Regions from separate parts of the Mus musculus genome. Here regions 2, 3, 4, 5, 6 and 7 are each linked to region 1. Evidence: chromatin contacts called from public ChIA-PET, HiChIP or PLAC-seq and promoter capture Hi-C data. All regions are on one chromosome and are shown on one strand. Each heading gives the region's core, a stretch centred on a gene start, on an enhancer-like site or on the middle of the called end of the contact. The rest is flanking DNA. Distances are from core to core; before and after follow the strand shown. Region 1 holds the start of Eif3j1 (eukaryotic translation initiation factor 3, subunit J1). Region 2 holds the start of Lcmt2 (leucine carboxyl methyltransferase 2). Region 3 holds the start of Map1a (microtubule-associated protein 1 A). Region 4 holds the start of Bloc1s6 (biogenesis of lysosomal organelles complex-1, subunit 6, pallidin). Region 5 holds the start of Slc30a4 (solute carrier family 30 (zinc transporter), member 4). Region 6 has its middle 12 kb from the start of Mir147. Region 7 holds the start of Gatm (glycine amidinotransferase (L-arginine:glycine amidinotransferase)).

The links. Promoter capture Hi-C pulls out the DNA fragments that hold promoters and counts their contacts. ChIA-PET counts read pairs in DNA pulled down with a chosen protein or histone mark. HiChIP or PLAC-seq counts read pairs in DNA pulled down with a chosen protein or histone mark.
Region 2: an H3K27ac HiChIP or PLAC-seq map of microglia shows a contact between it and region 1, with 6 times the contacts expected there. The contact joins the promoter of Lcmt2 here to the promoter of Eif3j1 in region 1. A contact is called at or near these places in 1 of 484 Hi-C or Micro-C datasets (uterus) and 2 of 115 datasets of contacts at active chromatin or transcription factors (bone marrow-derived macrophages and microglia).
Region 3: a promoter capture Hi-C map of hippocampal neurons shows a contact between it and region 1, with 2.3 times the contacts expected there. The contact joins the promoter of Map1a here to the promoter of Eif3j1 in region 1. A contact is called at or near these places in 3 of 39 promoter capture datasets (the C10 cell line, hippocampal neurons and liver).
Region 4: a contact with region 1 is called in a promoter capture Hi-C map of pre-B cells, with 9 times the contacts expected there. The contact joins the promoter of Bloc1s6 here to the promoter of Eif3j1 in region 1. A contact is called at or near these places in 8 of 39 promoter capture datasets (the 3T3-L1 cell line, 3T3-L1-derived adipocytes, the C10 cell line and 4 more), 1 of 484 Hi-C or Micro-C datasets (pre-B cells), 4 of 115 datasets of contacts at active chromatin or transcription factors (bone marrow-derived macrophages, memory CD8 T cells, pancreatic cancer cells and 1 more) and 2 of 9 other capture datasets (adipose tissue and liver).
Region 5: a promoter capture Hi-C map of liver shows a contact between it and region 1, with 2.4 times the contacts expected there. The contact joins the promoter of Slc30a4 here to the promoter of Eif3j1 in region 1. A contact is called at or near these places in 4 of 39 promoter capture datasets (the 3T3-L1 cell line, cranial neural crest, liver and 1 more), 1 of 115 datasets of contacts at active chromatin or transcription factors (pro-B cells) and 1 of 9 other capture datasets (pancreatic islet).
Region 6: a contact with region 1 is called in an RNA polymerase II ChIA-PET map of memory CD8 T cells, with 61 read pairs. The contact joins the enhancer-like site here to the promoter of Eif3j1 in region 1. A contact is called at or near these places in 2 of 39 promoter capture datasets (the HPC-7 cell line and pre-B cells) and 3 of 115 datasets of contacts at active chromatin or transcription factors (effector CD8 T cells, embryonic forebrain and memory CD8 T cells).
Region 7: a contact with region 1 is called in a promoter capture Hi-C map of hematopoietic stem and progenitor cells, with 3 times the contacts expected there. The contact joins the promoter of Gatm here to the promoter of Eif3j1 in region 1. A contact is called at or near these places in 7 of 39 promoter capture datasets (cranial neural crest, hematopoietic stem and progenitor cells, hippocampal neurons and 4 more), 2 of 484 Hi-C or Micro-C datasets (embryonic stem cells and macrophages), 4 of 115 datasets of contacts at active chromatin or transcription factors (bone marrow-derived macrophages, large pre-B cells, microglia and 1 more) and 1 of 9 other capture datasets (macrophages).

What each region holds. Positions count from the first base shown.
Region 1 is chr2:122,026,633-122,030,388 of GRCm38.p6, reverse strand. Eif3j1 (eukaryotic translation initiation factor 3, subunit J1) reads right to left here and starts at 1,809. Exons shown (of 8, transcript NM_144545.4): 1 at 1,665-1,809; 2 at 1,478-1,581. The coding sequence starts at 1,716.
Region 2 is chr2:121,138,767-121,142,522 of GRCm38.p6, reverse strand. It overlaps Lcmt2 (leucine carboxyl methyltransferase 2), which reads left to right and starts at 1,825. Exons shown (of 1, transcript NM_177846.3): 1 at 1,825-3,756. The coding sequence starts at 1,923. It overlaps Adal (adenosine deaminase-like), which reads right to left and starts at 430. Exons shown (of 10, transcript NM_029475.2): 1 at 220-430. The coding sequence starts at 279.
Region 3 is chr2:121,287,993-121,291,748 of GRCm38.p6, reverse strand. Map1a (microtubule-associated protein 1 A) reads right to left here and starts at 2,147. Exons shown (of 7, transcript NM_032393.2): 1 at 1,877-2,147; 2 at 928-1,029. The coding sequence starts at 2,114. It also overlaps a transcript of Trp53bp1 not described here.
Region 4 is chr2:122,736,806-122,740,561 of GRCm38.p6, reverse strand. Bloc1s6 (biogenesis of lysosomal organelles complex-1, subunit 6, pallidin) reads right to left here and starts at 2,057. Exons shown (of 5, transcript NM_019788.3): 1 at 1,858-2,057. The coding sequence starts at 1,939. It overlaps Bloc1s6os (biogenesis of lysosomal organelles complex-1, subunit 6, pallidin, opposite strand), which reads left to right and starts at 2,200. Exons shown (of 2, transcript NR_156706.1): 1 at 2,200-2,480.
Region 5 is chr2:122,700,576-122,704,331 of GRCm38.p6, reverse strand. It overlaps Slc30a4 (solute carrier family 30 (zinc transporter), member 4), which reads left to right and starts at 1,669. Exons shown (of 7, transcript NM_011774.3): 1 at 1,669-2,302. The coding sequence starts at 1,912. 4930417H01Rik (a long non-coding RNA gene) reads right to left here and starts at 1,693. Exons shown (of 5, transcript XR_866691.3): 1 at 1,348-1,693.
Region 6 is chr2:122,650,573-122,654,328 of GRCm38.p6, reverse strand. No RefSeq gene overlaps it. Among named protein-coding and RNA genes, the nearest start is that of Mir147, 12 kb to the right of the region's middle. Within about 2 kb of position 1,783, at least 165 of the 459 cell types and tissues checked have an H3K27ac peak or open chromatin away from gene starts, as enhancers often do. A contact at or near this core is called in the HPC-7 cell line, effector CD8 T cells, memory CD8 T cells and 1 more, where this site is marked.
Region 7 is chr2:122,609,171-122,612,926 of GRCm38.p6, reverse strand. It overlaps Gatm (glycine amidinotransferase (L-arginine:glycine amidinotransferase)), which reads left to right and starts at 1,650. Exons shown (of 9, transcript NM_025961.5): 1 at 1,650-1,779; 2 at 3,040-3,258. The coding sequence starts at 1,711.

The DNA.
Region 1 (3,756 bases), core at 560-3,059:
AAGTTCACAGCACCAGGAAGGTCCACAACCACTGTTAAGTGATACGAATTATAAACATCAGGAATGACACCATTTACATTCCATAACCCCAGGTAGATACTACATGGCATCATTACTGAAAGCTTTAAACAACCTTTTGGCATTTATTCCCGCCTCCTTTACTTTCCCCCCACTGTCCCCTGTTTTGTTTTAAACTTACTCCCATCTCTTGACTTTTTTTTTTTCCCAAGACTTATTTATTATTACATATAAGTACACTGTAGGAGGGCATCAGATTTCATTACAGATGGGTGGCTAGTGGTTACTGGGATTTGAACTCAGGACCTTCAGAAGAGCAGTCAGTGCTCTTAATCGCTGAGCCATCTCTCCAGCCCAACTTTAACTTCTTTAACTTTATAAGATGTCCTAACTTCTACTTCCTAGGAAAAGTGAAAAGTCAAAACTGAAAATCTGCCGTGATAGGATAATATAAGGTCGGTAACAAACCATGCCCAAGTGTATACATACAATAGATAAAGAAAGCACGTAAGTAGCCAGTCAACAGCACTATTATTAACTTCATTATTAACTTCAATGTACACAAAGATCACTTCATTCCTCAAATTCAGGCTGTCTGGTAAAGTAGACATACACTTCAGCAAAGTTCAGAGTAAAAATGAAAAATCCAAACAGTATATCTAAAGCTGTAAGATGAGCCCGTGAGAGTTTTTAAGAACAATAAAGGTGAATAGGACTCGAATTTACAATACAAAAAAAAAAAAAAACAAACAAACCACTGGCCCCTGGTCTACCACAACCACCAACTCTTTGGGGTTTTTTTCTAAGCCTGTCTGTCCCTGTGTAGATGAATAACTGTTAGCTCTGTTTTTCAGAGTTCACAGTTCTGTCCACTAACCCGATGGTTATCTCAGTGCTCTCAGTTCATCCTTCTTACCACAGGGTGGGGGAAGGGAGAGCTAAAAGTTGTTTTACTACTCCAATTCTAGTTTAGAAAATTCAATGTATTTTCTCCATCTAATCGCTCAAACGAGCTACCGGCCTTCACAATCATACCTAAGTTACTGACACATGGGAGAGCCGAACTAGGAAAAGCGGATCCACGACTTTCCATATGGGACAAACACTGAAACCGAGTTCCCGATCTGTTCGCCTAGTTTCGGTGAGAGGTTCTGGACTGCGAAGATAGCACGTGGGCCGACCGGACTGCTGCTGTCACTTCTCGTCTCCAGTTAGGTTCCAGGCCAGAGAGCCGACCCTCGGTGAAGGGCTGGGGCCCAGGCGGTCACCACCCTCCGCAGAGTCCGGCCGGACAAGCTGCCGCCTTGCTGCCCACATGGCCGTCCAGCCGAGGGAACCTCCGGGCCGAAGCTCACGCGGGACCCACGGCCCGCAGGCCCGGGCGGCGCCCCGGGGGCCCGATCTCCCCGCCCGCAGCCGGCGCCCACGGGCGTAGCCTGGCTCCCGGGCCCGAACCTACCTTCACGTCCTCGTCCTCGTCCTCGCCTTCCCAGCGGTCCCCGCCGGCCGTGCCGCCGCCCGCGACCTTCCGCACCGGGTCCTCCATAGAGAACGTGTCCGCGTCTACGGAAGAGAGCGAGTCGCGTTAGTACCCGCGTGGGAGCGGGGCCGCCACAGCCCGCATTTGGGCCGGAACTTCTGCTCACCCCAAGAGTCTGAGTCCCCCGCCGCCGCTGCCGCCGCCGCCGCCGCCGCCATCTCGAACCGGGGGTGAGCGTGTGCGATGGGAAGAGCTGCGAAGAGTTAGCGCGGCAGAGGTGAGTCACTGGGCTGGCTCTCGTTGGCCCGCGCAGGGCAGGCTGGGACAGTGGCTGACTGGGCGCCCGGCAGAGGCTCCGCCCCACGGGCGACGCGCGCGGCAGGGGCGGGGCGGGCGGGGTGGGGCGACGCTGGGCTGGGAGACGCGGACCAGCCTGGTCCCCCCAAGCCACACCCCTCACCCCCTCATCCCCCACCCCCCGCGAGAAGAGAAAGGAAGTGCGCACGCGTGAGTCGGGCGGTGCTCGGCTAGCGAGTGGGTCTTCTAGTGCTGGCTGATCGTGAGCCGGCAGCAGGCGAGCAGCGAGGAGGAAGTGGACAGGGCAGATATCCCGTGGCCTCCTAGCATTCGGGCACGGAGATGGAAGTATACTCCAAGTCTCCCTGGTTCTCCCTTCCGGTGATCACCCGAAGTCCTGCACGGTGATTGTTTTGGCGAAAACATTTCGGAGTTCCGTGGTCCGTCCCAGGCTTATTCTAGTTTGTCCTCAACACAGTAGCAAAATAGTTATGTAAACAGATTTCGACACAGTGCAGTGGCTGCAACAAAAAGAAGCATTATGAGGTTAGATGTTAAAAAGGTAGCATTAACGACGACGGAAGTTTCAGTTTTCTGCCCGCGGTAGGCACTGGTGAAGCTGGAGTTTGAGAAACCAAGTGACTTGTGCTCCGGTGCATTTCTGGTAGAGAGAAGGCTTGTGGTGCTCATCTGAGTGCATTCTAACAGGTAAACTGATAAAAAGAACCTAAAAGGAGCAAAATTCTCTCCCCCTTGGCACAGGGCTTCCCAGTAAGGACATTAAGAAGGAAGGAGCTAGTTTAGATATTGTCTGATTTTCCAATATATTCATTGTTTTTAAAGTTTTTTGTTTTGTTTTGCTTTGTTTTTAAGACAAGTTTCTCTCTGTAGCCTGGGCTGTCCTGGAACTCGCTCTGTGAACCAGGCTGGCTCCCAGGTGCTGGGATTAAAGGCATGAGCTTAGGTTTTAAGTCTTTAAAAAAAACAGACACACATCAGCCATTCTTAGTACTTTCCGTTTCTTGTGTATTTTTCGTCTACAAGTAAACATTTTATAAGGTGGTCTTTCAAGAAATGTTCTACCGCAATTTTTTTGTGTTTGTTTGTTTGTTTGTTTGTTTTCGAGACAGGATTTCTCTGTGTAGCCCTGGCTGTCCTGGAACTCACTCAGTAGACCAAGCTGGCCTCAAACTCAGAAATCAGCCTGCCTCTGCCTCCCGAGAGCTGGGATTAAAGGCGTGCGCCACCACGCTCAGCTGTTCGACAGCATTATTAAAATGAGAGATGACGCTCTATAAAAGAAAGCATCCGCCCAGCGTGGTGGCACACGTGGTGGCCAGCCTGGTCTACAGAGTGCCAGGACAGCCAGGGCTACACAGAGAAGTCCTGTCTCAAAAAACCAAAAAAAAAAAAAAAAAAAATCCATTTATGATTTTACAAAGTACCTAGTACATAAGTATAGGATAAAACCAAGAGCCTCTGCCTTCCTTGCATTACCACTGAGCTATGCGATTTCCAACTCGAATGAATTAATTCTGCAAGGATAACTCAAGCCCAAATTAAGCCAGTGACAATGGAGAGGAAGGAACCAGTCTGAAAACTATTTTAAGGTCAAAGGCAACAGAATGGCTAATTCTATTTATCAGCTTGACTAGACTGTGGTACCTATGTCCCCTAGCTTTTAGTCAAATACCAGTCTAATCGCTGTGAATGTTAGATGTGACTAATGTTTAAATCAATAAATTGAGTAAAGCATTGTAATACATGTTGATCCAGTCGTGAATCCAAATTAAGACAAGACCCTAGGAAGGAAGACTTATGCATCCAGGATCTGTCCCAACCTGTCTGAATAAATAGTAAATAACATTGCTTCCTTCCAGATAAAATATCTTTAATGACTTTGTTTTTAGAAAAACCTCAACTTTTTAGCCTGGGGATGTAACATAGTTGGCAGACTGTTT
Region 2 (3,756 bases), core at 576-3,075, 890 kb after region 1:
TAACACAAGAGGACAATCAGTTCACAAGAGTCCACGAGATCCAGAGCCCCATACATCAGGCCCTGGTGGCCTGGTTCCTAGTTGTAGTTTATACTAGGCCAGCTACTTGGTTCAGCTATACCCACTCTACAATTTCTACCCATAAGCTTTACTTCTCTTTTGTGGAAAACAATACAAAAGCCATTATACAGTAACAAGAACTCTGTAGTTAATTCTTACCACTTTTGGTAATTGCAGATAAAAGTCTGTCTTCCCAGGCCACTGCTGTCCGGCCTCCATCACTTCAGTAGAAGGAAAAGTTTCTCTTTGCTCTTATTCTCGGCTTGGACGATAAACTTATCAAAGTGGGAATCTCTGAGGTGCTGGACTTCCTTCAGATTGCCATTTTAAACAAGACTTGCACTATGTGTGGCTCTGGGATCACTTTCACCTACAATAACAAATGTAACTATTTTCAGATCTAACATGCAAACAGAAACACAGTCACTGCTGATATCTTCTTTTTACACCTCCCAAGCCCCCTCAACCCCCTGCTCCCACTAACTTAAGTTAAGCAAAGCTAACTTAGGTGTGTCTGCAATGGGGAAATGACTAGTAAAAAAAAAAAAGAACAAGAAAAAAAAAAACACCCGAAAACTAAAAATCCAGCGTTCGTCTGTCCCTTTAACTCTGGGCTCCTTTAATCTACTGCGTAGGTCAGGTTAGCTTACACATGTAGCACGAATTTGCTTTTACAAGAAAACATGTTATTTCATATTTACGTCGCACAAACACTTTCCTTAAATGGGTTGGGTCTGTCAGGCGAAAATCCTGTCTCTGGATGGAGGGTAGTATTTGCTGCCTCCTGTCTCTGATCCTTCTGGTCGACTAGATGCCTTTATTAACATATCTTGCACGCACTGAATCATTCTGCCACACAATCTGCTCTTCTAAGACCACTAACGAGTTCCTAACCCTAAAACATTTTCCAATAACCAAATCTTCATAGAAAATTTTTCTTGATCCAGTTGGACTCCAGAACTCATACTCTCAGCCGTTACATACTACTGCTCTGAGTTAACCATTCTTCAAGTCTTTCTATTTCCTTTCCTAATCCAAGCAGACACTAAATTAGTAAATGATGAAGTTTCTACGCATCTCTGGGAGTGCTTTCTTACTGGTATCTCCTAAGCATCAAATGTAGAAACTTTAAAAGTCCAACCTGGGTTGCTTCCTTTAAACAACAACGCCACAGGGAATAATCACATCTCTTCTATAGCGATTTTCAGCAGACATACTCAATACCACATACGAATCACAGAATCTTGGAAGTGGAGGGGAGTGTCATTTTTACATGCTGAATACTTACTCACTGTAGACCTAGCACAGAATTTAGACTACATGAGAATAAACAGCACGTACAGGGGCAGTGGGTTAATAATAATCAGTAATTATCCGTAAAGGTCTCTTTCTTCACTTTCCATATGGCCTAATTTAAGATCTAAATGAGTTCTCCCTCGCAACGAGAACACTCAATAAAGGAGCAACTGTTACTTTTGTGCAAGGACCAATCTACTCTGGATTGCTTAAGATCCGAGGTGCTGGTCCTCTTTTGCCGGACCAAACCGGTATCAGGTCGTCAGCCTCCGATTCACCTAAAAATGTTCTCAAATAAGAGGATCTACACAAGTTTTTTTTTTCCCTGCAGAAAATGCCTGTACAAAGAGGTAACTTGAGCTCTCCAAGCGCTAGCTGTTACCGAAGCAGCTGGCGTGTTCCCAGGAAAACGTAATTTGGAAAGGGGGGGTGGGGGGGGGGAAGGTCAAAAAACCTCTCGCGGGTTTTGGCAGAGAGCGGTCTTCTCGGAAGTGACGCACCCAGAAGCGGATGAGCGGGAGCTCGGTAAGTGTTCTGTGTGCAGTATTGCTGAGCACCTTCTCGTCATGGGCCCGCGAGGCCGCCAGCGCCGGGCGGGAACGGTCCAGAGCACCAACGACAGCAGCTCCCTCAGCAAACGATCGCTTGCCGCACACGGATACGTGCGCGACCCCTTTGCGGCGCTGCTGGTCCCGGGACCCGTGCGGCGCACGCCGCTTATCCACCGCGGCTATTACGTGCGCGCGCGCGCCGTGCGTCACTGCGTGCGCGCCTTCCTCGAACTCACTAGCGCGCTCCCGTCCCGGACCAGAGCCCAGATCCTGTCCTTGGGCTCAGGCTCCGACTCGCTTTATTTTCGTCTGAAAGCGGCGGGCCTCCTGGCCCGAGCTGCCGTCTGGGAGGTGGACTTCCCGGACGTGTCTCGGCTCAAGGCGGAGAGGATCGAGGAGACCCCGGAGCTGCGTGCGCAGACCGGTCCTTTCAAGATCGGGGACTCGGCGTCATCTCTGTGCTTCGAGAGCGCGGACTACCGCATCCTGGGCGCGGACCTGCGGGAGCTCCAGCGATTAGGAGAGGCCCTGGATGGCGCCGGCCTGGACGCCACCTCTCCCACGCTGCTCCTGGCCGAGGCGGTGCTGACCTACTTGGAGCCCTCCAGTGCCACAGCCCTCATTGCCTGGGCCGCCCAGCGTTTCCCCGACGCCCTTTTCGTGATCTATGAGCAGATGCAGCCGGGGGATGCCTTTGGGCAGATCATGCTGCAGCACTTTCAGCGGTTGCATTCACCCTTGCATGGCCTGGAGCTGTTTCCCGTCGTGAAGGCCCAGCGCCAGCGCTTCCTTCAAGCTGGCTGGACTGCCTGCAGCGCCCTGGACCTGAACGAGTTCTATCGCCGCCTTCTCTCGGCAGAAGAGCGCCAGCGGGTTGAGACGCTTGAACCCTTTGATGAATATGAGGAGTGGCATCTGAAGTGTTCACATTATTTCATCCTGGCAGCATCTAGGGGAGACATTCTGTCAGAAACTCCAGTGTTTGAGCCCTCAGAGGCTTCTTTTCAGATAGATCCTGCCTCGCCTTCAGGGTTTCTTTCTGCCAGAGTAGTCACTAGTGACCACCAGCACTCAAGCCTGAAGCGATATGGCCACGCCTCTGCCCTCTTGAGCCCTGGCGTTATTTTCAGTGCAGGAGGCTTTGGAGAACAAGAGGGACGACACTGCCGAGTGAGCAGGTTTCACGTGCTCTCCAGATCCTGTGACTCGGAATGGGAAGGCTGCCAAATAAGTACCTTGGGGACTGAAGGCCAGTGGGATGGACGCCTTTATCACACCATGACAAGGCTTTCTGATACTCGGGTTCTGGTTCTTGGAGGAAGACTCTCCCCAGTAAGTCCAGCCTCTGGGGCTCTCCAACTTGATTTATACAAAAGTAAGGATAATTGCTCTGAGGGCCAAAATGTAACAGTAACGAAGGCTGCCTTGGAAGAAGGTTCAGTGTTGTCATGTTGGCGGCATTCAACAACGGAAGTATACTATCAGAATCAAAGATACTTATTTGTGTATGGTGGCCGAAGTGTGGCTGAACCTGTACTAAGTGACTGTCGTTTTCTACATGTAGAGACAATGGCTTGGGTCAGAATCCCAGTACAAGGCGCATCACCCGAAGGTCGGCATTCCCATAGCGCCTGCAGTTGGCAAGGGGGAGCACTTATCGCTGGAGGTCTTGGGGCTTCTGAGGAACTGTTGAGCTCTGTACTCTTTCTCAAACCAGTGTCCTCTGGATTCCTCTGGGAATCAATAGATATCCAGCCCTCCATTACCCCAAGGTACTCTCACACGGCTCATGTGTTTAATGGAAAGCTGCTTCTGGTTGGAGGGGTCTGGATTCATTCCTCCTCAGTTC
Region 3 (3,756 bases), core at 898-3,397, 740 kb after region 1:
ATCTGCTGTACTGGACTGTTGAGAGTTAGTAACATGTGAAGTCTGTTATTTGGTAGCAATGACTATTGAGTACATGGAAGTCACATCCTATAAAACTATACGGAAGCAGGTACGGTGGTACATGCCTACAACTCTAGTACTCAGGAGGTAGAGGCAGGAGGATAACAAGTTTGATTGCATCCTAGACTACATGTGGACTATAGAGTGAGATCCTGGTTTTTTTGTTTGTTGTTTTTTAAAAGAAAGTTATATTGATTGGTGTGTCAACATTTACAATAATATGGCCAGATGCCCAACACCTTTATCAAGGGACGTAGGACTTTCCCAACTCTCTCCGTAGACACCTGCAGTAGAATGCTAATTAAGCTTTTATCGCACATTTCTAGACGAGTTCTCCCACCCATCAGACCTGATCTCAGAATCAAGCCTCACAAATCGAGGAGACCTTTGTCCCAGCCTGGCTCCCTGGGTGCTGATCTGATCAGCCCTAGGTGGCAGCCTTCTGTTCTGCTCTGAAGATCTGCTGGCTAAGCCAGGAGGAAACAGAAAAGAATCCTGGAAGGTGGGCTGTGAGAAATAAGGGTCTGGGGAGGTGAATGAGGCATTCTGGGATGTTTATAAAGAGAAGCAAGAAAGCTGGGGTATGCAGAAAGGGAACACAGAGGAAAAGCTTTTACCTGCGAGTGGTTTGATCACTTTCTTAGTGCTTGTCAGCTGCTGTGTACAACAACGTTTTTCCTGACAAAATTATGCTCTACCATCATATTGAGTGGTTGCAGTGTGTACTGGGCATTATCCACAGCATGTGTAAATAGCTGTGGAGCCATCAAAAGTCCCTCCCTTTTTACCTACCCAATCCTCCCATAAGGCCAGTTCTGGCCTGGATACTGGACCCAAAGGACTGAGACAAATAACCCTAGTCCTAACCTTTGACCTCTGAGGAGAAGTGAGCTAGGTGCCGGGTAATGAAGAGTCTCAACTGTTGGTTCAAGTCAAAGGATGATAAGTCAATATTCCAGGAGAGAATCCCTGTAAAAGAAAAGGGGGAAAAAAAATAAGAGGGTTCTAGTCAAAGTCACCCACAGAAAGCATTGCCAAGCTCCTGGGAGAGGAAAGAAATGGGAGGTGATGCCTCCAAGAAGGATAGCTAGTACCTGCTTTTTCCCCTTTCCAGAGGGCAAAGAGCAGAGTTTAGAATGGGCTTACTAATAAATGAGCTTGGAGTTTTTGTTTTTCAAGGCAAAACAGTTACGGTAGAAGTGACACGCAAGGGTCTATTTCCATATACTGTAGGTTTCCATAATGATCCCTCTTGCTAAATCAGATTCTAGATTCTCCTATGCCCCCTCCCTTGCCTCCATCCCCTGCTTCCACCCGCAGGTGGCTCCGCAGCACTGCGCCACAGGCACGGCTGAGGGAGGTGAGCTGCAGAGCCACGAAGGTCACTCTCTAAACTTGGCTGCCAGCATTCAGAGATTTGAGATGTGTACCTCGCGTTCAAAAACCTCCCCTAAAGAAGAAATTGTAAGGTAGGGACATGGACTTTTCAGGGTCTGATGAGGACTTTCGGATATATGGTCCAGTGGCTTCGGGAAAGGGGTGTGACCAGAGGGACCCCAGGGTCTCCACGGAGCTTCTCCTGCTCCTGCTCCGGGACACTGCGGAACAGAATGGGGTATGCAGAAAGGATGGGCAAGCAAGGTGTTGGCAGCTCGAGAGGACAGAGGCACATTCATGGAAGATGCAGGTGACAGGGTCGCAGGTTTCGGGAAGTGCACATAGAGATAGAGGAGACAGAAATGTGCACTGGGAGATGAATGCAGATGGCGGAGAGGCATGGATGGAGTACTGCGTAAAAGCCAGGAGAGCGGCTCACCTTGTTCAAGGTGGGCCCGCACGGCCCTCAGCTGACTCTCTGTACCGATATCGCCGATCACGATGAGCAAGGAGTATTTCCGCAGGTCCCAGCGCGCTGCCGCTACCGCGGCACCGGCCTCGCAAAGAGGCTCCGCCGGGTTCTGAGCTGGCGGTGCACCGAGGCTCTGGAGCCCCAGCTCCGGAGTTGTCTCCATGGCAACGCTGCCAGGCCGCGCGGTCCCGGCTTCGGTCGCCATGGAAACTCCCGCGGAGTGTTAGGCTAGCTGCGTCCGCTGCGGGGAGAGTGCGCGCGGTTCTTAAAGGCCGGCGGCAGGAGCCGTTCATTGGTCACTGCCTTCTAGGGGCGGGGCTGAAGCGCCGCAGGGGCGGGGCGGGGATGCGGTGGTTGTGCCGCTATGGGTGGTGGCTGCAGTCATCCACCTGCAGTTTTCCTGACCAAGTGCCCCTCTCCGACTTGAGCCAGGGTAAGGGTTCTGCGAGACCCAGCCGAGGGCGGAGTCCAAGGCGCGAGAACAACATCCATCTAGTTAGGCTGTGTCTGCGTTGAGCACAGTGTGGGAGGCAGTTCCGCAGCTTCTCTCGAACCTTGGGGAGCCATCTTGCCCTTCGCTGTCTCGGGGTTTCTATCGTGGTCTCCATCTGGCAATTATCGTTGTCTCTATTTTTCCCCCCGCCTCGCTGCATGCCAGGGTCTAGGTTACCAACCTGGGTTTCCCCGTCCTTGCCCCGAGCTCCGGGCGTGGTCAATCAGGCTGCGCAGTATTGGAGGGGACAGGATGACCTTCCTACCCTGAGTCCCTGGAGAGTAGTTATTCCAAGGATAGTGGTTGGCTAGTCTCCATATTTGCTGAGTGCAATGAGCTCAGACTGCAGCAAAGAGTATTTGAGTAAAACCCAGGAAAGACTTCCCAGCTACTAGGGATGTGACACAGTGGATAAATTTAGGAGACCATGTAATTACTGTACAGAACTGAATTAATATTCTCTGTCTTTCCCTCTCCTTCTCTCCATCCCTTCCTTTCCTTCCTCTCCCCTTCTCTTGCTGAACCCCCAACTCCCCATTCTTCAAAGACTCTCCACCACTACAGCTGATCTTACCCTGAGTCATTCTGTTGTGTGCATCAGAGAGAAGGCCTGTGTTTAGGCTCCAGTTATACTTGCTTTTTCTTCCATTTACCTTGCACTTTGGAGATGGTAGAAGAGAAGAAAGGCTACGGAGATGATTCAGTTGGTAAAGTACTTCCCTGGCAAGCAAGTGTTCAGGTTCTCAGAACTGTAAAAAAAAGCCAGGCACAGCGGTGAGCACTTGGAATCGCAGAGATGGTAACTAGGAGGGAGAGACAGATGAATCTCTGGAAGCTCGCAGGCCAGCTATACCATTGAGAGACCCTGGTATCTATAGTACAAAGAAGAAAAGGGTGTCTGAGGGACACCACTCCAGGTTGTCCTCTTGCACTCACATGTGCACACATGAAATCCTACTCCTTAAAAGGATAGAAAAGAGGTAATAGCTGATACCTCAAGCCTGCCAGTGAACCACGTTCTGACTGTTAAGTACCTCACAGAAATCTTAGCCCTATCTTGAAACATACTATACCTAACCATCCAGTCCATACTGTAAGTACTTTGGACATGCCATGAAAATCCTTTCTGTAGCAGAGACAAGAAAACTACTCTCAGGACATCAGATGGTAGGGTGCCTCTTCCCATACACTGCCAGCTGCAAACCCGAATCTGGAAAATGGCATGGGAAAATGTGCAGGCCTTTACTACAATCATAAAGAGTGGCATATGTGGCAGGAAGCCAGAGTGGAGCAAGGGGACAGTTTCCATAGCAACTGTAGAGATGAGCCTTTAGACCAGCAGAGGGTCTCTGTC
Region 4 (3,756 bases), core at 808-3,307, 710 kb before region 1:
CACTGAACACCTACTGTCTGCTAATTTCTTAGTCACAACAATAAATAAGGTAAACTCTCCTCCCTGAGTACACAATACAGGGGAGTATACAAAGCCATTACAAAAACTGTCGTGGAATCTAACAGTCTGAGGTGATTTCTAAGGAAGACGGGCTGTTGAAGATGCTGAATGCCCACCTCATCCTCCCACCCCATCTTCTCTTCTCTTTGCTAATCACTATAAAAATGTAAACCCATGGGAAAAGGCACTCCTTAAAAAGCCTAACTCCAATGGAGTCAGTCTGCAGTTTTCTCACGTAATCGGCCAGAAACTGCCTTTACCCAGCCATGCACATCAGCTTTTCATCACGCTGTTCTGAAGGTCTTCCATTCATTTGTCTGTTTTAAGACAAAGTCTATCACAGGTATCTTTCTTCAGCAATGTATATGGATCTACATAGTTCATCAACACTGCTGTGGTCTTCCTAATCCTTGCACGCTCCTATTTCTATGGGAGACATTCTTAGAAAACAGTGTGGAACAGAACATGTGACCATCTTTGAAACTGCAAAAACCCTCTAAAAAATGGCCCCAACTTAGACTGCAGCCACCACTTTCATATGGATACAAATCTGAAAGGAGCCGAGGGGGTGCAACATTGTTAAACAGAATGAGAAACTGCAAGGATGAACAGCAAGGCCATGCACAGAAAGCAACAGTGAGCTATTAATATATGCCGTGAGTCAGCCTGTGAGGGTCCCTGAGTGCCAATTCTATGGAAAATTCAGTAAGTGGCAAGAAGCCATTTTAGGATTCTAAGGATTCATGCCTGGAGCTTGTGTTGGGGCAGTAAAGTTACAACAATGGACACACCATGCTGTGAGAATGAGAGACTAGCGGTGGTAGCTTTACACTGCTGAGGGGAGATAGATGCTAATGCCCTGCGGAATCCTCTACATGAAACAGAGGGAACTGAATCCAAGAGTGCAAATTCAGTTTCATGGGAGAGTAAGCTCACACCATTATCAAGAAGATCAGACAGCTGAGGCTAGGGATCTAGCTCTGTAGTAGAGCACTTGTTTAACATGAAATAAGTCCTGAGTTGAACCTGCAGCTAGCACCTATCCCTATCTCTGCCCTACTCTCTGACATCTGCTTTTATTTATATGCATACCACCCATTCGTTATGTGCAGAAAGAGAGAAAGAGGGGGAGAAGGGAGGGGAAGGGAGAAAGAGAGAGGCCCAGGTTCCAAGTAGGTACTACAGAGTATTACTAATGTGACTGAACAAGTCATGAAAGGGATATGTCATTAAAGAAAAGCACTGCCAGGAAATGCTGGGTTATTTGTAGCTTCCTATTTCTGAAACGCAGAGATTATTTTTAGAAGCTCCATCTAGCTTCTCTCATATGAACCAATGCTCACAGAAAATGATTTGAGTGGTGTTTTCAATCTCACAAAAACGATGGTATAAACAGTGCCCATCTGCCTATATAGCAAATTAACTGCTTCGTCCAACGGACGCCTTCGGGCATCAATGCTTAAATTTCTTCTGGAAATGTGCGGACGGCTGCTGGAGTCTCGGATGAAGTAATGTCACCTAGGAGGTCAGAGTATTTCATGAGTAGACACTATTGTACAGTTTCCTAAAAATCTACCTTCTCTCTGGCAGACTGATCGCCAACCACTAACCCTGTGACAAACAGTTGAAAAGCAACACAAACGCAAACCTTTAACACAAACCGCACCCAACAGTGCGTTTCCTCGCGGGACCAGGGTTGCCTGGCCAGGATGCTCTAGGCAGGAGGGTCGCCTGCGCTGGAGTCCCACCCACTCGAACCCGGCCCCTGTGGGCAGTCGCCCCGCAAAACAGCCGTACCCGGCGTGGGCTCGCCGGCCTCCAGGCTGTCGGAAGGCCCCGTAAGGACCCCGTCTGGAGGCGGTGGCTCAGGAACACTCATATCCCCGCACTGGGCGCTGCGTGAGGCGAGTGCTGTGGAGAAGTCACAGGCAAAGAAACCTAACGCGTTCCAGAGTCCATCCGGACGAAAGCCGCCGAGGCACACGGAAGTGACGAAAGCGGAAAACCTCGCTTTCCGACGCAGAACGTTACTGCAAGTCCGGAACGCCCGCCCCCCCCCGCCCCCCCCGTGTCAGCGCCCTAGGCGCAGCCGTGCGCGTGCGGGTTCGGTTTCACAGAGGGTGGCCGGCGGAACCCGGAAGAGAGGTTAGAGGACCGGATGTCGCCATAACCGTGTGAATGTCCCCAGTGTTGTGTCCAGTTTATAACTCGGGCCGCTAAGTGAGTCAATACGAACTCTGAGCTTGAGCGTTGCTGAGGATCTCTTCCAGTGCTTGGAAATGACGTAAAGGCTTTCTTGGAGCATCATTTGGACAAATTAAGTCAAATTACCAAAAGCACATGCTGGGCTCCTGTAAGATGATATCATGAGTTCTAAAGGAAAGTATGTAGACTTGGACAGACTCAGCTCCACAGCAAATGTAAGGATTCTCGACCCTTTTGTAAACTCTGACCTCTAGTAGCATCTCTAGTTGCTCCTCAGGTTACCTGTTCAGTTTTCCATATTGTAGCCAAAGCTATCTCAAAAAAAAAAAAAAAAACTAATATAAATAAACAAATAATGCCATGCCCCTGGAATGCACTGGCTCCCTATTGTCACCATCTTATGTTCAGTTTCACTTTAGCCACTTTTCAAGGGTAACTTCTCAACTCTCCACGGTAGAATGTCCACAGACTAATCCTTGAGACTTCTAAATATATTAGAGGGCATGGCAACGAATAAAAGCTACTAGTTAACATAACCTTAAAATAGGAAGGGTACTCCAAGGACCCAAGGTAACAGTCTGTAAAACTGATGGGGTGGGGCTGTCTGAAAAAAGATTTGATTACAAAGGATGATTAAACAAACACTGATGGGTTTGAAGACAGAGGAAGGGAGTCATTATTCTGGATGGTGGGTGACCTCCAGAAAAATTGGTAACCAATTCCTCCCCTAAAGCTTTTGTAATGGAACTCAACCCTGTGAGGTTGCTGAACTATAGAATGTGTAATAATTAGTGTTGTCATACAAATAGGAAAACAATTTATTACTCTTCAAACATCTTGTGCAATCTGGGCATTGTACGCTGTCCATTGTGCTTGTTCCTGTTTCAAACTAGAGTATCTTTTTCAAAGGCCTATTCATCTTTTAAGTGCTCTAGGATAATATCTTTTTTATTGTTTTGTTTCACAAGGTGAGGTGTCCTGTAGCCTAATCTGGCCTTAGACTCAATATGTAATTAGGGATGGCCTTGAATTCTTGGTCCTCCAGCAGACACGAGCCAGCACACTCAAACACACCTTTACTGTGGACACCATTCATTATCTCATTATTTCCTCCCTTTCATTCAGCAGTCACAGTGAAGACATTTCACAACAACAAACATCCTCCTGCCATTTAGCACTGAGCTCCTCCTTGCATTCATTATTTTATGTTTTCTTCTTTTGAATTAAAAATGACAAATAGAAACTCTTATGCATAGAGTACCAAAATAATTCTCGATAAATTTGCTAATTGGTGAACTATTGATGCCCTAGCCCTAATTCCAAACTGTATATTCCAAAGTCTGAGTTATACAACATGGTAAACATGATGAAACACCTGGCACCCTTGCTTGGTTATAAGTTTCATGTACTAATGGTGTTGTGGTGCCCTTTGGAATAGAGCCATATCCTATGAGTTTTCATTGGCTCCTTCTATCTCTTGGCCAGTACTAA
Region 5 (3,756 bases), core at 420-2,919, 670 kb before region 1:
CTCACATGGCAGTTGGTGGGCTAAGCTCCTTCTCACAGACCTTCCCACGGTGCTGGATAAGTTTAGCATGATGTGGTAGCTGTCTCCTCACAGTGCAAGAGATCTAAGAGTGAGGATAAAGAAACAGCTGCAGCACCTTTTATGACCTAGTCTGTAAGTCACAGTCACTTCTGCCACAGACTGTTCATTACAGGTCATAGGCCATTACTAAGTGCTGTCCACAAGCAAAGGTAAGGGAATTTACCTCCTGAAGAGTGGGGTCATCACAGAATTTATGGACAGAGCTTAAAATATGGCTTTGTCGTCTCATCACTTTCTCGAGAATCCAGTGAGACACGAGTGAAAGAACAGAACGCACAAAGGCAGTCCTCCTCAGCACAGCGCGCTGGAAATGTCCCCAAACAACCCATCCTTTTATTTCAACTATTCTTGAAACATTCACATCCCTCCTACCTTGAGGCTGCATTTAAGAGACTCCGATGACACTCCTGAAACATTGTAGGCAGTTAAATGGGACATTAAAAACAACAGAACAATCTACTCCTAAGATATTTGGAGCCGAGGAATGTAATGGCTCGTAAGCTGTCTCCCTTTGGCTATTACCATCGTGTCCTGATTGATGAAATTCTAGGCAATAGCCTTCCCTTCCTGATCTCGGGACCATGGAGGGTCTAATTTGCTTTCATGACTGCAGCTCTGGGGGAAAACTTAGGACTGAGGGATCACTCTGGAATACAGAAGTAGCCAGGGCTTTCTTTTCGCACCGGATTCTAAGGTGTCAACAGAATCGTTAAAATTGCCTCGTGTGATTTTTTTCATTGTATTTTTGTGACCTGAAATTTTGGTAAGATATAAAAACTTTTTAAAATATTGTCTTTGTAAACCCTGGGGAAGTAGGAGCTTGCAGGACACCACAGGCAAGATGCAGGTGTAGCCCCGTGTCTAACTTGCATGAGCCCCTGGATTAGATCCTAAGGATCTCAAAAGGAAAGAAAGGTGGAAGCCAAGGATTTACACTTTAAAATGAATTCTACCAACAGTGTTGCCTTTAATCTTGCTTCTTGAGGACATTTGAGAATGTGATGAAACATAGGGAAAGTAAGCTCACACAATTGTGCCCAAGGAGCGTAGCAGTGAACACAGAAGGAAGACACATATTTGCTGAGAAACAGGAAACTTTAAAGCAAGCCATAGAACTACTGACCATCCTAGTCTTGTCCTAGCCTTTTGACCAAGATAATCGGCAATTTTTTGCCGATTGGGTAGAAGAAAAGCTACCAGGATTCCCACTTGGTAAGAAAGCACTAAAGGACATTTTCCACGGACCATCCATAACCAAGATCGGACCTGAGATTCCCGAGACCCATCTCCAGTGGAGGGAATTCAGAGCAGTGACACCCAGCTCCGGGGGGACCTTCCCGCGGCACACCCGGGGGCTCAGAGCGCACAAGACCTCAGAGCCCGAGAGGCGGGGCCGGGAGGGCGGGGGCAGGGGGCGACGCGCGACCACGCCCCCTCGGCGCGCCCCCAAGCGGCGGCCTGCGTGCCCGCGCCGACCCCTCCCCTCGCGCCTCGCGGGCGCACGCGCCGCCTCGTTCAGGGGCCGGAGGAGGCCGGGCCTGTCAGACCCCGCGGCCGGCCTCCCAGCGGCACGGGGCGGGCGGGTGCAGTGGCTGGGGCTCGGCCTCGGTCCCTGGCCCGGGTCGCAGTAGCGCGAGCTCCGGGCGGGGATGCGCGGCGGCGTCGGCCCGCAGGTAGCCGAGCACCGCCGAGTCCGGAGCTGGCGCGCGGCCGGGGCGCGGCGACAGGAGCGGGGTCTCGTTCTCCTCACGATGGGCAGGGACGCGCCGCGCTGCCCTGAGGAGCCCGAGCGCCGGTGAAGGCGGAGTCGCCGGCCGCCCCTCCGCTGCCATGGCCGGCCCCGGCGCGTGGAAGCGCCTCAAATCCCTGCTGAGGAAAGACGACACGCCGCTGTTCTTAAATGACACCAGCGCCTTCGACTTCTCGGACGAGGTGAGCGACGAGGGGCTTTCGCGCTTTAATAAACTTCGAGTCGTGGTGGCCGACGATGACTCGGAAGCCCCGGAAAGGCCTGTGAACGGGGCGCACCCGGCCCTCCAGGCCGACGATGACTCCTTATTGGACCAGGACTTACCTTTAACCAACAGTCAGCTGAGTTTGAAAATGGACCCCTGTGACAACTGCAGCAAGCGACGCGAGTTGCTGAAGCAGAGGAAGGTGAAGACCAGGCTGACCATCGCTGCCGTCCTCTACTTGCTTTTCATGATCGGAGAGCTTGTAGGTGAGTTGTGTCGCCGACTCGCTTGCCTTTGACTTTGTCCAGCTGTTAGCTACGCCGGAGTTGAGGTGGAAACTTTGTTTTCAGGAAGTTTGCTGAGTATCTAGACTTTCGTGGGTCCATAGGAAAGGGACACGGGATTCCAAAGTGCGGTTCCCGTGAGCGCCCACTGAGAGCTTGCAGGTATATCTTGTAACTCCCATAAACAGTGCCTTTTACTGTAGGGTTTAGGGTGTTATCTTGACTGTATATCATGTAACTTCTCCTTTTACAGATTCTGATAAAATGCCAGGTTTATCTTTCAACGTCTAAAATAATTCTGACATGGATTAGAATCAGAATTTTATAGTACTAAGGGATGTTACTGAACACCATTCTGTTTTCTCACACAGAAGTTCTGAAGGGATTAGATTATGAGGAATCTTATTGGGAAAAGAGAGAGCCATCCACAGTACCAGACTTTCCTCTCTGTCTACATTTTGGTTATTTGATGCTTATTTATGCCGCTTCCTTTTGAGCTTATAGCCAAGGGCTTTACAAAACTCTATACAGCCAACTAATTAAAAGTTCATTATTAAAAGGAGTATCTACAGTTTGCTAGAGGTCTCCCCGGCAGCTGCAGAAGCTAGGGTTTTTTTTTTTCTCCTTTTTTAACTGATTTCAGATAATTTCTCACTCTAAGGTTCTTGCTTTAGACCTTATTTTTACTGTCGCATTAGTTTATAGTCGTCCTTTGATATCCAAGGTGGGTTGCTTCCAGGAGTCCTCTCTAGAACCTGAATCTCAGGTTGCCTCATCCAGTGACGCCTTATGTAAAGATCCCTTACGTAAAGCGAAGCAGTTATTTGCATATAACCTACATATATGTCCTTCTGTACTTTAAAGCCTTTGGAAATCATTTTGACTACAAAATACAAATTTGATGCTGTATTTAAGTAGTTGTTATCCTGACTCGTTGAGAGATTGATGAGCAGAACAAGTCTGTGAATGGCGAACGCTGAGGAAGAGTTACTTTTTCAGATGTTTTCCATTCATGATTGATGGTATCCATGGATGCAGTTCTCAGATAGAGAACACACTGCCGACTCCTTAGTGGCAGTTTCTGAAGTGGCATTAACAGAGGAGACGGTTCTCTTACGTTGTCTCTTATGATGAGCCATAACAAGAAGAGACCTGGCAGCCCAGATTTAAAATGCTGTGTGTAGAAGACTCATGTACATTCTCTGCCTGATGTCCCATCATTCTTCCCCAGTGTGAAATTAGCTGTACTGGTTATGGTCCTTTTCTCAGGGCTCCCTCTCTCTTGCCCTTAAGGCTTTCATAAATAAGAGCAGATTTCTCAAAGGTTTTCAGACTTCTGTTGACTATGTAATAAGAAGTAGACTGTGGTAAAATACTACACAAGTAGACATAGGTATGTACATATCTGCATATACGAGTATAAATATATGCATAGC
Region 6 (3,756 bases), core at 534-3,033, 620 kb before region 1:
GGTACCAACTTCTGTCTTAATTTGTGTTTTACTGCTGTGAACCATGACTGAAGCTACTCTTAGAAGAGACATTTAATTGGGGCTGGCTTACAGGTTCAGAGGTTCAGTTCATTATCATCATAGCAGGAAACATGGCAGCATCCAGGCAGGCTCACAGACAGACCCAGTCTCAAAAATGAAGTGGAGAGCAATTGATGAAGACACCCAATACTGATCTCTGAACTCCACCTGTACTCACATATATGCATGCTCCCTTAGTAATACACTCATATGTGCATGAATATATATACATATGCTACACTTACACATAGGTAGACAGGAAGATAGGTAGGCAGGTAGACAGGAAGATAGATAGATAGATAGATAGATAGATAGATAGATAGATAGATAGAGATAGATGATGATAGATAGATATAGATAGATAGATATGATAGGTAGATAGATGATGATAGATATGATAGGTAGATAGATAGATAGATGATGATAGATAGATATGATAGGTAGATAGATAGATAGATGATGATAGATATGATAGGTAGATAGATAGATAGATAATGACAGAAAATTATAAGAAAAATGGTGTAAAACATTTATGGTGGAAATCTAGTGGGGAGTGTGAAAGTTCTTTTTATAACTTTTACACACTTGGAATTACTCCAAAAATTAGTTGTGAGCATAAAAGTATATTTACACATTACAGTCTCTACCCTATACAGCTCTAAACTTGCAGTTTTCCATATGTTAGTGAACATAAGCTATGCCCTAGCATTTCCTGGCCTGGCCTCTGCTATCTGGTTACCCCTCACCTGCAGGATGCCACACATCCTTGCCATTTTTAATGGGTACACTTCACACAGCCGTAGATTCTTCGTTCATATTTTAATATCAGGTGGTTTTCCTTCATGTTCTTCTCCTTAAAAGCACATTGCTCCCAACACCACTGTGTCTTTGTTGGGAATATTTCCCACAGTGGGCCATCAGGGTACCGTGGCCCTGTACACAGGCTGCCAGACTGCACTCAGCAAAGCTGAACAGATATACTTCTGTTTCCCTATGACTCTATAGTGGCTTCGTACTCTGACTTGTTTTTGAGAACTGGGTTGCGTATAATATGATCTCAAGCTAGTTTATCTTGATGTTCACGTCGTTCTCAACACTGAGTTGTCTGCTGAGAGAGGAGCCCCCTCCGAACCACTGTTCAGACCGGCTGTGGTGGGGGTGGGGGATGGGGTGAGGGTGGGGTGAAGGGGTAGGGGGTGGACGCCTGCTTTGGGCCCAGTGGCACCTGCTGTCTGTGTGTTTGGTCCTGTCTCTTTCCTCCCATAGCCTTATAACTAACTTTCTGTGTGCTATTGGGAAAGTATTTCTTCCACTCTGAGGCCAAAGCTCTGTGAAGACCTAGTCTGTGCTGTCAATTGATCACTTACACGTGGCCTGTGTCTGTTGTTTAAATATCCACTGAGTCCGAAGCTATCTGAAGATCTTGTGATTACAGATGGCAGAGGTTGGCTGCAGTATGAAAACTTCACAAGTGTTCACCATTAATCACATTCCGTGTTCTGGGTCCTCTGTAATAAAGAGGAGGTGTGTAGGAAAGGAAAGAAAATGAGGATCTTAGAAGTGAACGTTGAGGACAGCTGTGAACTGTGACCCTTGCCTCTGCTTCGGTGCACTCACCTTTCCTTCCTGTGACCGAGACTTGCGGCAGGGACAGCTGTTTCCTCCTATCATGGGGTTGAAGCTGTAGAGAACATCCTGCCCTCAAGACCAGAACAAGCCTGCGGTGAGCTCCGAGGCAGGCGGTGACTCAAATCCAGAGAAGCAGGAAGTTTGGTGTGAGGGGAGAACTCAGAGCTGGCTACACTGAACTTCCCAATCCCAGCCCAGCGCTGAGGGTCACAGGTCTCAGTGAGAAGGGCAGAGCACCCACTTCTCAGTAGAGGAAGAGTGGGCAAGAGCTCTCTGCCGAGGGCTGCCTGCCTTAGGTCTGGCAGAAAGGAAGAAAGGGTGACGTGCTGTTTAAAGTATGCTCCGGAAGGTGCCTGGGGCTTAGTCAGTGCTGAACTCAGGCTTAGCCAAGTGATTCTCAGAAGTCTCTCAATGAGAGGAAACACATCTCCCAAGTGCTAGCCCTGGTACCATCCTCAAAGGGAATTTAGGAATAGGAGAGGTATCTTTGTTATGCAAAGCATCATCTACCGAAACTTACCACCATGGGCGTCTGAATTTTCCAACTCCCCTCTGGCTATGGAGGACACACCCAGTGTGCCCAATGTGTAAGGGCAATAGAGCAGGTCCTGCCCAGGCCTTTCTTGGGGCTGGGACCCTGAGAGGATATCCTTCCCCACTACCAGTTCCTCCACTGCCTGAGGTCTCCCAGGACCAGTACAGGGTGAGGTTCCAGGCTGGTGTGAAAGACCTTAGGGCCAGCCAGGCAAGGCCTGTAGGTCTTCACCAGTAAGGGCAAGGTGATGTTCCCTCTAAGGCTCAGCCTCCAAAGCTGCCCTAGGCACTTTTTAGGACTCATAGCTGATGATATTAATCCTGCCAGCCACAGAGATAGAGGGTCTCTCCTTGATCTCTTCCTGGTTTGCTCAGTTCCCCTTTCTCCTGATCACCTTAGTTTCTATCACTGTAGCCTCAACATATTGGAGTGCTAAGAGACCAATGACAGCCTAGAAGCCTTCTTTTCTCAGGTGCACACCTTTGCTGTGGTGTTGGGAAGTGTCCCTCGGTGGCTGTATGTCCCTTGGTCCCTGCATGGTGCTGGGGAGTCTTTAGAGGTGGGGTCTAGTTCTGATTTTTCCTTGGCCATTCCAATGCATTCTCTCTCTCTCTCTCTCTCTCTCTCTCTCTCTCTCTCTCTCTCTCTCTCTCTCTCTCTCTCTCACACACACACACACACACACACACACACACCCATTTCCTCTGCCATTGCTTTGGCTGATCATGGCTCTCCTGTGGACTGCTGGCATTGATCTTTGGTCTTCAAAGTCTCTATCAATGCATACCTGCCACCTCTGCTTGTGACAGCCATGTCTCTACTGAAGTATCATCTCCGTCTTTAGCTTAAGTTCCTTGTCTGCTTCCTTTGTGGCTTATGATAATAATCTGCGTTTTCAGTCTCTCCCACTTCATTCCTGATGTGAAAAATCCCATGCAGTAAACTCCTTCAGTTTCCCAGCAGCTATCAGCTGTTTTATGCCCTCTGCCCTGAGAAGACACTCTAAAGAAGTGTCTTGTCACGTAAGGGCTCCTCCCCTTGGTAATTAGGCTATTGAAATAATAGAGCCCTTGCTATTGGAATTTCCCCAGAAATCTCAAGGTGAAAAGAAAAAGGATGAAGCTCTGGATCCTGGTGCCAGTTGGAGGAGAAGTTTGTCCCCCTGAAAGAGACCTCACAGGGTTCTCACTTGTCACAGCATCTTGCAAGGGAGGCTGGAGCCAGGACAATGACAGCCAGTGATGAGAACTGCATCTTACCCAACTGCTCGGTGATGTTTTGATCATCCTTTCTCTAGCCTGAATCTCATTTCAGGGCACTGGGAATGGATTTGAGGGGGACAGGGTCACTGGGCCTCCTCCCAACGTAGCCATATTGAACACATCTTTCTCTGCTTTTTATTAATGCTTGTCTCTTTTACTGGCTGGGGATGAGTAGCTGAGCCTAGCTTGTTAGGGACTGTCAGAATACGGGTTATGATCCTAACAGTTTTGGTAACATAACTTCTTTTCAAAGAGTTCATTTTGACAGAT
Region 7 (3,756 bases), core at 401-2,900, 580 kb before region 1:
TCTAAATAGAAAAAAACAAAGTCTAGGGGGGGTGGTTTAATTTGCTTCGATAACAGTAGGGCTGGTGTGTGGGGCTTGCTCTCTCCTCTGCTCCTCTCCTGGATTACAAGAGATGAGGGTGTCAGTCTGGCTGTAAGCATTTCCCATTGTCTAAAGCTAAATTGCCCCCTAATTTTTGTCAGATACTTTTAGATCTTGCACTTTCAAAATAAAAATAATGTCTTCAATGAGGGTCATGAGGTGTTTATAGATCTCTGACAAAACTGGAAACCAAGCAAAGTGAAAGTCTTCTTATGTGTACTTACCAGCCATTGTTTGAAACAAAGTATCAGACAGACCAAGCCCTCCTGGAACTTACAAAGTTGACTGAACCACTATGCTGGCTCTTACAAGGTTTGTGGTGAGGTTTGTTTTGGCTGGTTTGGTTGGTTCGGTTGTTTGGCTGCTTTTAAATACAAGGTGAGTGAGAGCACTCTTCTACTAAGCTATATCCTGAACCTTAACCATCTTTTTAAATCCCTTCACTGAGAAGGGTACATCTCTGGTCACCCTAAGTACACCCAAAGACATAGTCCCCAGAGTTGATTGAGTTCATCTATTGGGTAAAAGTTTTAAGTTTTGAGAAATTCTTCAGATTCCCCGAAGCCCTCACTAGCAGAAGGAGCGAGCCTTTGATAGAAAGGTCCAGGGTTGTGCTTCCAAGCCACACAGCATTTTAAGAACAGAGCTAAGATAGGAACCTAGACTCACTGGCTCCCTTCACCATATCAGGACCTTGAGACCTCTTTGTTGAGTATTACCTCGTAATCATACGACTCTTAAGAGTTGCCTAGACTTTACCGGCACCGTTTATTTTGGTCTCTGGTTAGCTCGTGGACCAGGGACTATCAATGTCACCGTTCTCAGTTTCTAGAAAACACAACACAGAGAAGCCGGCAGGGGGGTGGGGGGTGCTCATCATACAAGCCTATAATCGCGGGATCCAGGAGAATGGAGGGCCGGAAGCCAGACTGGACGACACAGCCAGGCAAGAAGTACTCAAATCTGCCCCTTCTGCTAGGAAGTGATGTGTCTATTTGAGTTCTCTAGTTTTAGTTCTACAAATCCAGTTAAGGGAACTACTTTGTAATCAAGCACCCAAGTCATATTGAAAGAAACCTTTTAAGATGTGCCTCAGAAGCAGAAGCTAACTGTAGCTCCCCCACTCCTTATTACTTTTGACTTATTATTATCTGCCTGTTTTCATAACTGAGTTTCTCAAAGCAGGAGCACCTAGCCAAAGACCACCAGTGTTCTAAAGACCACCACCACATAGGCTCAGGTCGACAAACTTGGAAGCTAACTCGGGGCCGTTCCACTCAGTGGCCCATGGACTAAGACTGGCCTTGGGGTTTACACATTCAGGTTGAAAAATGGACTTCCAACAAGAGAGACTAAGGAACCATCATCCCTGCTAGGCATTGGGTAGCCTCTTCATGGGTCTTCGCCGCCGCTGACCTGAGCCAGTACGGGAGGCACGAGCTAAAAAAAAAAAAAAAAAAGGGCCAGCCCCGGGACGTGACCCACGGACGCCGAGGCCACCTGTTCCTGGCAGCCAATGGGCCAGGCCCTGGGCGCGGCTACAAAAGCAGCGCGCGCGGCCGCAGGCTGGGAGCTGGCGCGAGCTTGGCGACTAGGACCTTGTGCACGCGGAGCAGCAGAGACGGGGCGATGCTACGGGTGCGGTGTCTGCGCGGAGGCAGCCGAGGTGCCGAGGCGGTGCACTACATCGGCTCTCGGGTGAGTCCCTACGCTGCCTCGGGACCTCTGCGGGATGCAGGATGGGGACCCAGAGGGAGACTGGACACCCCGGTAACAGGGTGGCGTGGTCTGTGTTCCGTAGCCCGTGAGGGCGTTTTCTGGGAAGATGCATGTGAGGGCATGGACGGAGCCTACAGGCCGGCTCCAGCTGAAACTCTGGGATCCCTGGGCTTTACCGGGGAAGTTGGAATGAGTCCATCCTGTCCCCCACCTGCTGCTCTGCCAGGCCCTCTGCTTCCTTGGGATATCCGAGCCCATGCCTGCAGACCCTCCCTTGCTCCTTGACAGGAATAGCTCTGGCAGATGAGTTCTGCCAGCAGCTGGTTCTTGAACAGCTGTCATTTGCTCTCTTGCTTTGGGTCTCCACCCAAGAGTCCCTCTAGCTCCCTTCTTAGAGGACTTTTAACAGCCTGATAGAGTTTGGGGGCGGGATGAGGTTTGCCAGGGGGAGTGGGTAAGGGAATCTTCCTGCGCTAGGTTATACAGGCCTGTCTTAAAAAGAAGAAAGAAAGAAAGAGAGAAAGAAAGAAAGAAAGAAAGAAAGAAAGAAAGAAAGAAAGAAAGAAAGAAAGAAAGAAAGAAAGAAAGGAAGGAAGGAAGGAAGGAAGGAAGGAAGGAAGGAAGGAAGGAAGGAAGGAAGGAAGGAAGAAAGAAAGAAGGTTTTTAATATGCTTAGATCTCTTTTTAAGTTTACATTCTGTGCCTGCCTGGGTTAATCCTTATGGTACACATGACAGTCATCTCTGACTTGAAATGAAAAAAAAAAGTGATTAAAAAAAAGGTTGGGGTTGCTTATTCTGAAAGATAAGGTCTTTTCAGATCCCATGTTATTTACAGTAAAAAGAACTCCGTTTTGGTAACCTTCCAAACTGAAAAAGCAAGACTTCCTCCTTCAGTTGGACATTGCCGGTACTTACTGGGCACTTCCTTGAGGAAGAGGATGGCCTATCTTCTAAGAAAGTTTCTGAAAATTAGTTTGCAAAAACTTTGAGATAGATATGGGAAACATGTTGCTGGGAACCAGATCTTTCTGGGAGTTCTAAAAGATTACAGCATATGACAAAAACAAAATCAGTCTATCATCAACAAAAAGTTATGTGGGTTTTTTTTTTAATCACCCAAAACCCCTCTACTAGTCAACATCTTAGGGTCTCCTCAAGTACATATCTGTGTTATCCTGAGTCTCACACTTTAACCATACCTTGTTTGTGTGTGTGTGTGTGTTTGTTTGCTTTTAAGCTTGGAGGATCCTTAACAGGATGGGTGCAGCGAACTTTCCAGAGCACCCAGGCAGCTACAGCTTCCTCCCGAAATTCCTGTGCAGCTGAAGACAAGGCCACCCATCCTCTGCCCAAGGACTGCCCTGTCTCCTCTTACAACGAATGGGACCCTTTAGAGGAAGTGATAGTGGGCAGAGCTGAAAATGCCTGTGTGCCACCATTCACAGTGGAGGTGAAGGTAAGCCAGGGCTACCATGGGTCTGGGAGCCAGTCCTCAGCAGGTCCTCAGCGTCTGCAGCCTGCGTTCCACTGTACCTCTCCTCTGCAACTGCCTTCACTCCTCTGGGGCAGGGGAGTGATTTTTAAGGTATTTTGCTTGATAGCTCCAGTATTTGGTATTTACCTTTTTCTTCCCTCTGGAAACCTCCCTGGGAGTTTAGGAGAACTTTGGATAATCCTCCATATTGTCACTTTTTGCCCAGTATCCATAGCCATCTTCACAGCTTCTGGTCCCTCCTTCACTCAAGTCCAGACCACTTCCCTTCTTGCCATCCAATCTAGATCTACACTAGGAACTCCACAAGATATTGCCACAGGACCTCTCACTTGGCACAGCTAGAATTTCAGTTGCCAGACACCTCTAAGCCAAAGCCTTCTTTTCTTCCTTTTAATGTCTGTCATTCTTGTTTAATCAAACCAAAACACCGGAGATCTTTGATTTCTCCTCTGTCACATC